Linked DNA regions of Mus musculus: region 2 is linked to region 1. A link is a contact called in public Hi-C data. All regions are on one chromosome and are shown on one strand. The core of a region is the stretch at or near the end of the contact, and the rest is flanking DNA. Distances in the headings are between cores, read along the strand shown. Region 1 holds the start of Gdi2 (guanosine diphosphate (GDP) dissociation inhibitor 2). Region 2 holds the start of Idi1 (isopentenyl-diphosphate delta isomerase).

Region 1 (3,972 bases), core at 972-3,471:
AGGCATTTGTTTAACCTATGTCCTCAACAAATTATACATAGTTTGGGTTTATGATTTTAGCAAATGAACTTTAGCTGGTGTCCAAGGAAGGAAAGACCTGGGCTTCTTGAATTGGAAAGAACTTTTGTAAAAATAATTATTGCTTCCCAAATTAAAAAAAAAATCAAGAAAAAGTATCTGTCAAGGCTCTTACATGGATTCATTCCTCTTAACTGTACTTTCCAGTTTGACTCTTAAAATTGTTATGATTTTAACCCAGCTAGCAAATGGGACCACTTAACTAATCCGATTTAGTAAAAGTTGGGGGTAAAGGAAAGACAAAAAAAGCTGGCTGAGATTACATATGGTATGTATATAGTATGTTAATGTAACTTGTTTTTTGTTTGTTTGTTTTTTCAAGACAGGGTTTCTCTGTGTAGCCTTGGCTGTCCTGGAACTCACTCTGTAGACCAGGCTGGCCTCAAACTCAGAAATCTGCCTGCTTCTGCCTCCCAAGTGTTGGGATTAAAGGCGTGCGCCACCACACCCAGCTTCTTAATGCAACTTTTATTCTCCTGTGTAACTGTCATCTGGGAGACTTACTGCTCCTTTCTGCCAATGTAGGCCTAGTCGCAGAAGCTTCCAGCCTCCATACAATCTAATGTAGCCCTAGAATGTTTTCAGCCTCTGAGACTTACTGCTGAATAAACTCACCCTTTCTAGTTCTTTCTGAACTCTGGCTGGATGGTTCAACTCAGCTGTTCTGGTTCAAACTCCTCTCCAAGCTGACTGATTCAATCTGGCTCCTCTCTGCTTCTTCCGAATTGCTCTGCTTGACCTTTAACTATAGCAATCTGTTTTGGTTTTTCGCCTCTTCTTTGACTCATTCTGTCTTTACTTGTGTCTAATTTGTCCTCTCTGCAACCTGTCCCTTTATAACTGTCACAGTAAAACTGCTTCCTCCTCCTCTTCTGTACTGCCTCTTAAATAGCTTCCCTTCCCTCTCTCTTTTGAGAGCTGGGTATAACCTGGCAAACCTTTCTCTGATTCAGTCAAGCCACTCAATTAGACATCACTGTTAAACATGGGTGCTTCCTTCTAATAAACTAGTTTTACCTTTGGAATCAAAGGTGTGCACTTAGGGTGTGCCTGTATTCCAGCAAGATTAAAGGTGTGTGCTAAGGGCCGAGGCACAGCACAGCTAGTTCAAAGCCAGTGGAGCTTGATGTCCAAGGGGCCTGCAAATGTTGCTTTAATGGTCCTGAGGGTTACTGGAAGGTCTACTTTGCACCCTGACAATTCTGTTGTCCAAACAAAACAAAACAACTCTGAAATTAATTAGATTCAACAAAGTTTTAACAAGGATCAGGATCCAGAACCAGGCAGCACACCAAAGATGGTTCAGAAGCCCCACCTCTAGTGTGGTAATTGCATGTAGAGGCTGAAACACAGCAAACATACAAAATATAGTGCAATTCAGCATTTGCCTTTATAAGCACATTTTGGCAGCCTTCAGCCTGAGAGACTAGTTGAAGCCCAGTTGCTTGGGTACCAGGGTTATCAACTCTTAAATTTATAACCTGCTTTGCATCACAAGCTAGAATGCGGAGCATTATATAGGAAAGCCATTCTGGACCACATTTTACCTAAAGCATGGATACCAGTTTAGAACACATTTATTTGTTCGAACAGAACCATACAAGTTTAAAGCAGGGCACACAGAATCCTGAGGTCTTCCCAGCCCCGCGCGGGCAGGGGCAGGGGCAGGGCCAGGAGCCAAGCTGCAGAGGCAACGAGGCTGCCAACCTTCGGAGAGGCTGGCGTCCTCACGACTTGGCCCCGCTCGGCCAGGGCGATGCACGTACACCTCTCAAAGTCCCAAGGGCGGAGCTTGGGCTCCGTGGCCCGAAGCCTAAACAACCGTGCTCCATCTCACACCTTGGCGCGAGAGTCAGGCACGTGGTAGCCCAGCTGCAGTTTCCGCCTTGTTCCTCCTATTCAACTAGACCCTCAGCTTCGCATGTCGCCGCCCATACCACAGGAGCACAAGACGGGTGAAATTTAAAAAAAAAAAAAAAAAAAAAGCGCAAAACCGGAAGCCAAGATGGCAGCAGTCCGCCCTTCTCTCGCGAGAGGGGAACGAGGGGGGGAGAGGTGGGGTTAAGGAAATTCACCAATGAGAGAGCAGGATCCCCTTGACTGACGGCGCCGTCGGCCTCTCGCACGCCCCGCCCCGGCGCCGGAGCTCGCTCTCCTCACCCCGCGCTCTCCCCGCCTCCCCTCCCTCCCCTCCCTGCTCTTCTCTTCCCGTTGAGGTGGCGGCCGGCCTCTCCTCCTCCTCAGCTCCGTTTTTCCTCTCCTCGCTTTTTCCCTTTCCCCCCGACCCCCGGGGCCCAGAGCGGCCGGACTTCTCGCTCCCTTCTCTACGGCGGCCTCCGAGCCCCCGCGTGCGCTCCTTTCCCCGCCATGAATGAGGAATACGACGTGATCGTGCTGGGCACCGGCCTGACGGTGAGCTGCGGCGGGCTGCGGGGAGACGCGGCCGGCCGGCCTCCGCCGGGCCCGGGGGCGAGGGCGGGTCCCATCGGTGTGCACGAGCCTCGCCCGCGCCCGAACTGCCGGTGTCTGCGCCCCCTTGGGGGCCGTCCCCACTCGCCCGCGTTGAGTCTGGGATAGGGAGGTCGTGGCTTGTTGGGATGCAGTGATTTGAAGGCGTCGGTAGTGTGTTAGGGAAAACCAGGATGTGGAAGCCGGGACGTGTCCGTGGGAAGCCTGCCCATTGGGAAGTTGAGGGCAGAACCGCCCAGCAGCCGGAGAGAGACAGCCTCGTCCTCCTGCAGGAAGGAAGAGGACCGGGAAAACAGCTTGTGCTCCTTGCACTTCCCCTTTGGGTGAATGACCTCTCCCGCTTGGAAGCAGGCAAGCCCTGGACCGAGCGGGAGGGAGTCGCTGCTGGCGCCTGCACTTCCTATGTAAGTGGCGAGTAGCAGCAGCAGCAGCAGCAGCAGCAGCTTACTCAGCTAGTCTCAGGGCGCAGAAAGCCAAACAGAAGGATGATCGCTGATCGATAATTTGTCCTAGAGTTTGGCCAACTTAAGTTTCTAGAGAAAATCATGAAACGAGTTTCTTTAGGAAAAAAACAAACACCCTTTTTCTAATTGCTTCACTGCCCTCTCATCCACTCGCTTGAAATGGGAAATGAATTTTCTCAAAACTTGTCTGTTAAATACTTTTCACGTCCGGCCCGTGCTTCCCTTTTGTTTGGTTTATTGCGTGCCGCCACAGTTTCTTGAGAAGGGGGAGGCTAAGTTCTCTGTACTTGTTACACTTCTGGGAGGTTAGAAAATAAATGCGCAGTGTGAATGTACTGGTATGTAAATGTAAGGCGGTCCCTAATGCTCCAGTACGTTTTCGTCAGTATCTATCTGCTTAAATATGGGAAAAATATAGACAGGTTTTTATACTTTGTGCTTTCCCCCCGGCCCCCCACTGTGACAAAAGGGCTGATCTTTTGCAAAAAGGAGTTGGGAAGAGAACCGACCATTTTGAATATCAATTGCGGTGTGTGTGTGTGGGGGGGGTATTGAATGTGAAATTATGGGTAAATTACTTCATCTGGAACATTGATGTATGGATCCCATATGTCTATCCATCAAATGTCCAAGTCATTTAATAAGAGCCCCACGGCTTTCGACTTTGTTGAAATGCATTGGCATTTCTTTCTTTCTTTTTTTTTTTTTTCCTCGAGACAGGGTTTCTCTAAGTAGCCCTGGCTGTCCTGGAACTCACTTTGTAGACCAGGCTGGCCTCGAACTCAGAAATTCGCCTGTCTCTGCCTCCACCACCGCCCAGCTTGCATTGGCATTTCTTAGAATCAAATTAATATCTTTAAGATAAAATACTCGGAAATAACTGTTTTAGAGAAAACCTTCAAGATTTTTTATTCTACTTTTTTTCTTTTAATACTTTTAGGAAAAGCTTATTTTTCTCTTT
Region 2 (3,972 bases), core at 1,031-3,530, 5.3 Mb after region 1:
TAGCACAAGATATCATCTTCAAAAACTACAGTCACAGGCCTTTGGAATGGTCATTTGAGAAAATGTTCCATTTTATTTTTTTAAGATTTTAAAATGTTATGTGAATGAGTGTTTGCCTGAATTTATGTATGTGCCTGGTGTTAGTAAAAGCAAGAGGTCTCAGATCCCCAGAACTGGAGTTACAAATGGTTATGATCTGCAGTGTGGGTGTGGTCCTCTGAAAGAACAGCCAGTTCTATTGTGACCCTCTCCCCATCTTGATAAAAGTATCAATAGGAGAGGGAAATATCTGTTAAGTAGGCAATCAACCCCCACTTCCCATTTCAGCTCATATAAAGGAAAAATAACATTTAAAGGAATATTTGGAATAAAGGATTATTATTACCATTATCGATGACTTAATAGTATTTAGCAGTGTTTCAACAATGCTTCACTCCTTAGACTGCCCCCAGGGAAAGGTGCCTAATGAGTCTCAAGATTATTGGTGATATTAATATGATTGATAATGAATAATGAAATCTGTCAACACTTGGAAGACTTGCTTAATACAGTAATTCAATATTTTCCAAATGACCAAGAATATTACAAAATCATACGTAGGAAATATGCACCTGAGCTGCACAGACACTGGGCCGGGAAGAGGGTTTGGGTAAAGGGTGAAAGTGTGAAGACTGAGCTCAGATCCTCAGCACCGTGGAAAAGGCCAGACATGTCAGTGTGTATCTGCAAACTGGGGAGCAGAGACATGAGGATTTGCTGGCCATAGAATCTAGCTAAATCAGGGGCTGGTGAGATGGCTCAGTGGGTAAGAGCACCCGACTGCTCTTCCAAAGGTCGGAAGTTCAAATCCCAGCAACCACATGGTGGCTCACAACCATCTGTAACAAGATCTGACTCCCTCTTCTGGAGTGTCTGAAGACAGCTACAGTGTACTTACATATAATAAATAAATAAATCTTTAAAAAAAAAATCTAGCTAAATCAATGAGCTTCTAATTCAGTGAGATGCCCTCTATGAAAAGATGGGATGGAGGGGCTGGTGAGGTAGCTCAGTGGGTAAAGACGCCTGCTCCCAACCCTCAAGACCTGAGCTTGCTGGGAGAACTCTCTTAGTTGTCCTTTAAGCTCCACTAGCCTCTGAGCATTGTGTTGACATTAATATTAATGTTAATATTGTAAAAGTAAAATGTTAATAAAAGCAACAGAGGAAGGCATTATGTACCTGAACACACACTTGCACATAATGCATACACTACACATATATACTACAAAAATAATAAACGTGACTGGGGTAATAGCTTAAATTAACTTTTTCACAATTACACCAAATCATAATGATAATTACTACTGTAACTAATAATAACTGTTATTATATTTATTCATTTATTTTTTAAAGATATATTTATTTTCTGTATGAGTACACTGTAACTGTCTTCAGACACACAAGAAGAGGGTATCAGATTCTATTACAGATGGTTGTGAGCCACTATGTGGTTTCTGGGAATTGAAATTAGGACTTCTGGAAGAGCAGCCAGTGCTCTCAACTGCTGAGCTATCTCTCCAGCCCCTATTTGTTCTTTTATTTACTTGGTTGTTCGAGACATAAACTTTTCCCCAATTGTATATGTAATAATTAATTCGTTTTTCCAGACAGGGTTTCTCTGTGTAGCCCCAGCTGCCATGGAACTCATTTTGTAGACCAGGTTGGCCTCAAACTCAAAGATCCGCCTGCCTCTGTCTCCTGAGTGCTGTGGTTTAAGACGTGTGCTACCAAATTTACAAAAGCTTCACATATAATCTGTAGTGAAAAATTCCTATCTTATAGTAACTTGAGTCGCTGAATTTATTAAGAATGGACTGTCACACGATGGTTTAACAACTGTCAAATTAATTCAGTCCAAACGCTGGTTCCCCAATCGGCCTCTACTTCATTTAACTTTGCTGGACAATTACTCCACATTGCAAAACGCCTTGGGAATTATTGCTGCTGCAAATCTACAGCACCTTCTAACTGGAAACAGACCGGAATAACATGTTGAGAAGGCAGGAGTAAAGCTTCCAAACTAACCCATTAGCAATGATCTCTTGAATTTTCTTAATTTCCATCAAGACCAACCCACAGGAATTCCAGTGAGAAAACTGTAGTTGTCAGAGCGCGCTTCTCAAGGCATCTGACATCATCACGCACAGACACTCAAGGAGAGTCAGGGACCCGCCCTAGCCTTGCCTCCAGCTGATTGGCGAGCCCGGGCATGGTCCAAGGTGCCATTGGCTGGCGACCGACAGGTCGAACCCTCCTCAAGAAGCCTCCCCAGAAAGGAAGCTTCCCCACCGCGGAGCAGCTAGACGTGCGGGCCGTCTCAGCTGTCCACTGGGAGTCGCCAACACCCTCGCTCGGGTCCCAGGGCCGCAATCACTCCTGGAGACCTCCAGCGCTTCTTTCAGAGCCACACGCAGGGCAAGTGGTGCCACCGCGCGCTAACCTGGCGCGGCCGTGACGTCAGGCTTGTGCTAGATTGGCAATTGGCTGGAGGCATGTGGCGCGGACGGACACTGGCGCGAGCGATTGGATATGCTGTTAGAGGGCGGGGCCTGGAGGCGGAGCATGCTGCGGAGAGGATTGAAGTACAGCTCTCCGCACAGCTTCTCAGCACCTGCAGCCGGAATCTCTGGTAAGCCTCCCTTCTATTTGGGGAAGGATGGCGAGAGGGGACCAAGAAGGGTGGGTGGCTGTATGAGGCTGAGGTGATGCGGTTTCCCAGCTTGACTCGCCATGGTGGCCTCTGACGTTCGGGGCTGGGTGCCTGGTCCTGGAAAGCGTTGGGTGGCCGACTGAGTCCCATCGGGTTCTCAGGGTTGTCCATGGAAACTCCCTGACGAGCGATTCAGCAGTCGTGAAATGTAATGGTTCATAGCCCTTGGGGAGTTGAGTTATAAAAAGGGACCTGAGAAAAATCTGTTCTTCCCTCCAGTATGGAGTACTTCACTTGTCTTCTTCCAAAAATGAATAAATAGGTCTACCCCTAAGCTTTCTTCTAGTTTAAGAGTGCTTTGCAGGTGTTGTGGTTGGTAAACGTCCACGTGGGTTTATAAAGAGATGGAAACGCGTCTTCGTTATGTGTCTAGATCTTTTTCTTGAGTTCGGTGATGTGCATTTGTACTTTAAACATCTTTAAGTGGGTGAGAAAATATCACTTTATCCTGTGATTCTGAAGTTCATTCTTTATATCCTGGCATTAGGAGTTCAAGATGTTATTTCAGAAAGTTTACAAATTGCTCACATTTGAAAACTGCCCTAGAGAGGATTTTAAATTAGTTTATGAATGTTGTAATTGAAGTCCACTTTCACTTCTAACAGTGTTTGTGTTAGAATGTCAAACTAATACAATGACTTTTCTCTGTGTTAGTGTTCTAGGTCAGATCAGACATTCTGTCACAATGCCTGAAATAAATACCAGCCATCTTGATGAAAAACAGGTTCAGCTTCTAGCGGAGATGTGTATTCTTATTGATGAAAATGACAATAAAATTGGGGCTGACACCAAGAAAAACTGTCACCTTAATGAAAACATCGACAAAGGTACTGTCTTAAAGTATTCTTTGTTATAAAGTGACTTGTCTGGACATTTAGCTAAGAAAAATCCTGAGATGAAAGGAATGCTTTCTCTTCTGGGGTTTGAAGAGGGTCTCACTGTGTATAGCTCTGACTGGCTGGTTGTCACAGACATCTGCCCCCCAAGTACTGAGAGATTCATTTCTTAATGCTGTCTTACCTTTCATTCCAGTTAAATGGTGTGTACAAGTAAAATCTACCTTTCTACCTCTCCTGTAATATTTCCCTCCACTAAGTGGCTTCAGAGTTATTTGGGGATCATAAAGAAGGAATAGATATTATCATAGTTCTCAAGTCTGTCTTTCAGAAGATTAGAGAGAGGAGTAGGTATTGAAGGAAAATATGATCCTACACACACAC

The links. A called contact is a pair of places that touch in the nucleus more often than the background predicts.
Region 2: a contact with region 1 is called in a Hi-C map of B cells, with 5 read pairs. The contact joins the promoter of Idi1 here to the promoter of Gdi2 in region 1. A contact is called at or near these places in 1 of 39 promoter capture datasets (pre-B cells) and 1 of 484 Hi-C or Micro-C datasets (B cells).

What each region holds. Positions count from the first base shown.
Region 1 is chr13:3,535,854-3,539,825 of GRCm38.p6, forward strand. It overlaps Gdi2 (guanosine diphosphate (GDP) dissociation inhibitor 2), which reads left to right and starts at 2,222. Exons shown (of 11, transcript NM_008112.4): 1 at 2,222-2,490. The coding sequence starts at 2,446.
Region 2 is chr13:8,883,326-8,887,297 of GRCm38.p6, forward strand. Idi1 (isopentenyl-diphosphate delta isomerase) reads left to right here and starts at 2,281. Exons shown (of 5, transcript NM_145360.2): 1 at 2,281-2,671; 2 at 3,407-3,579. The coding sequence starts at 2,535.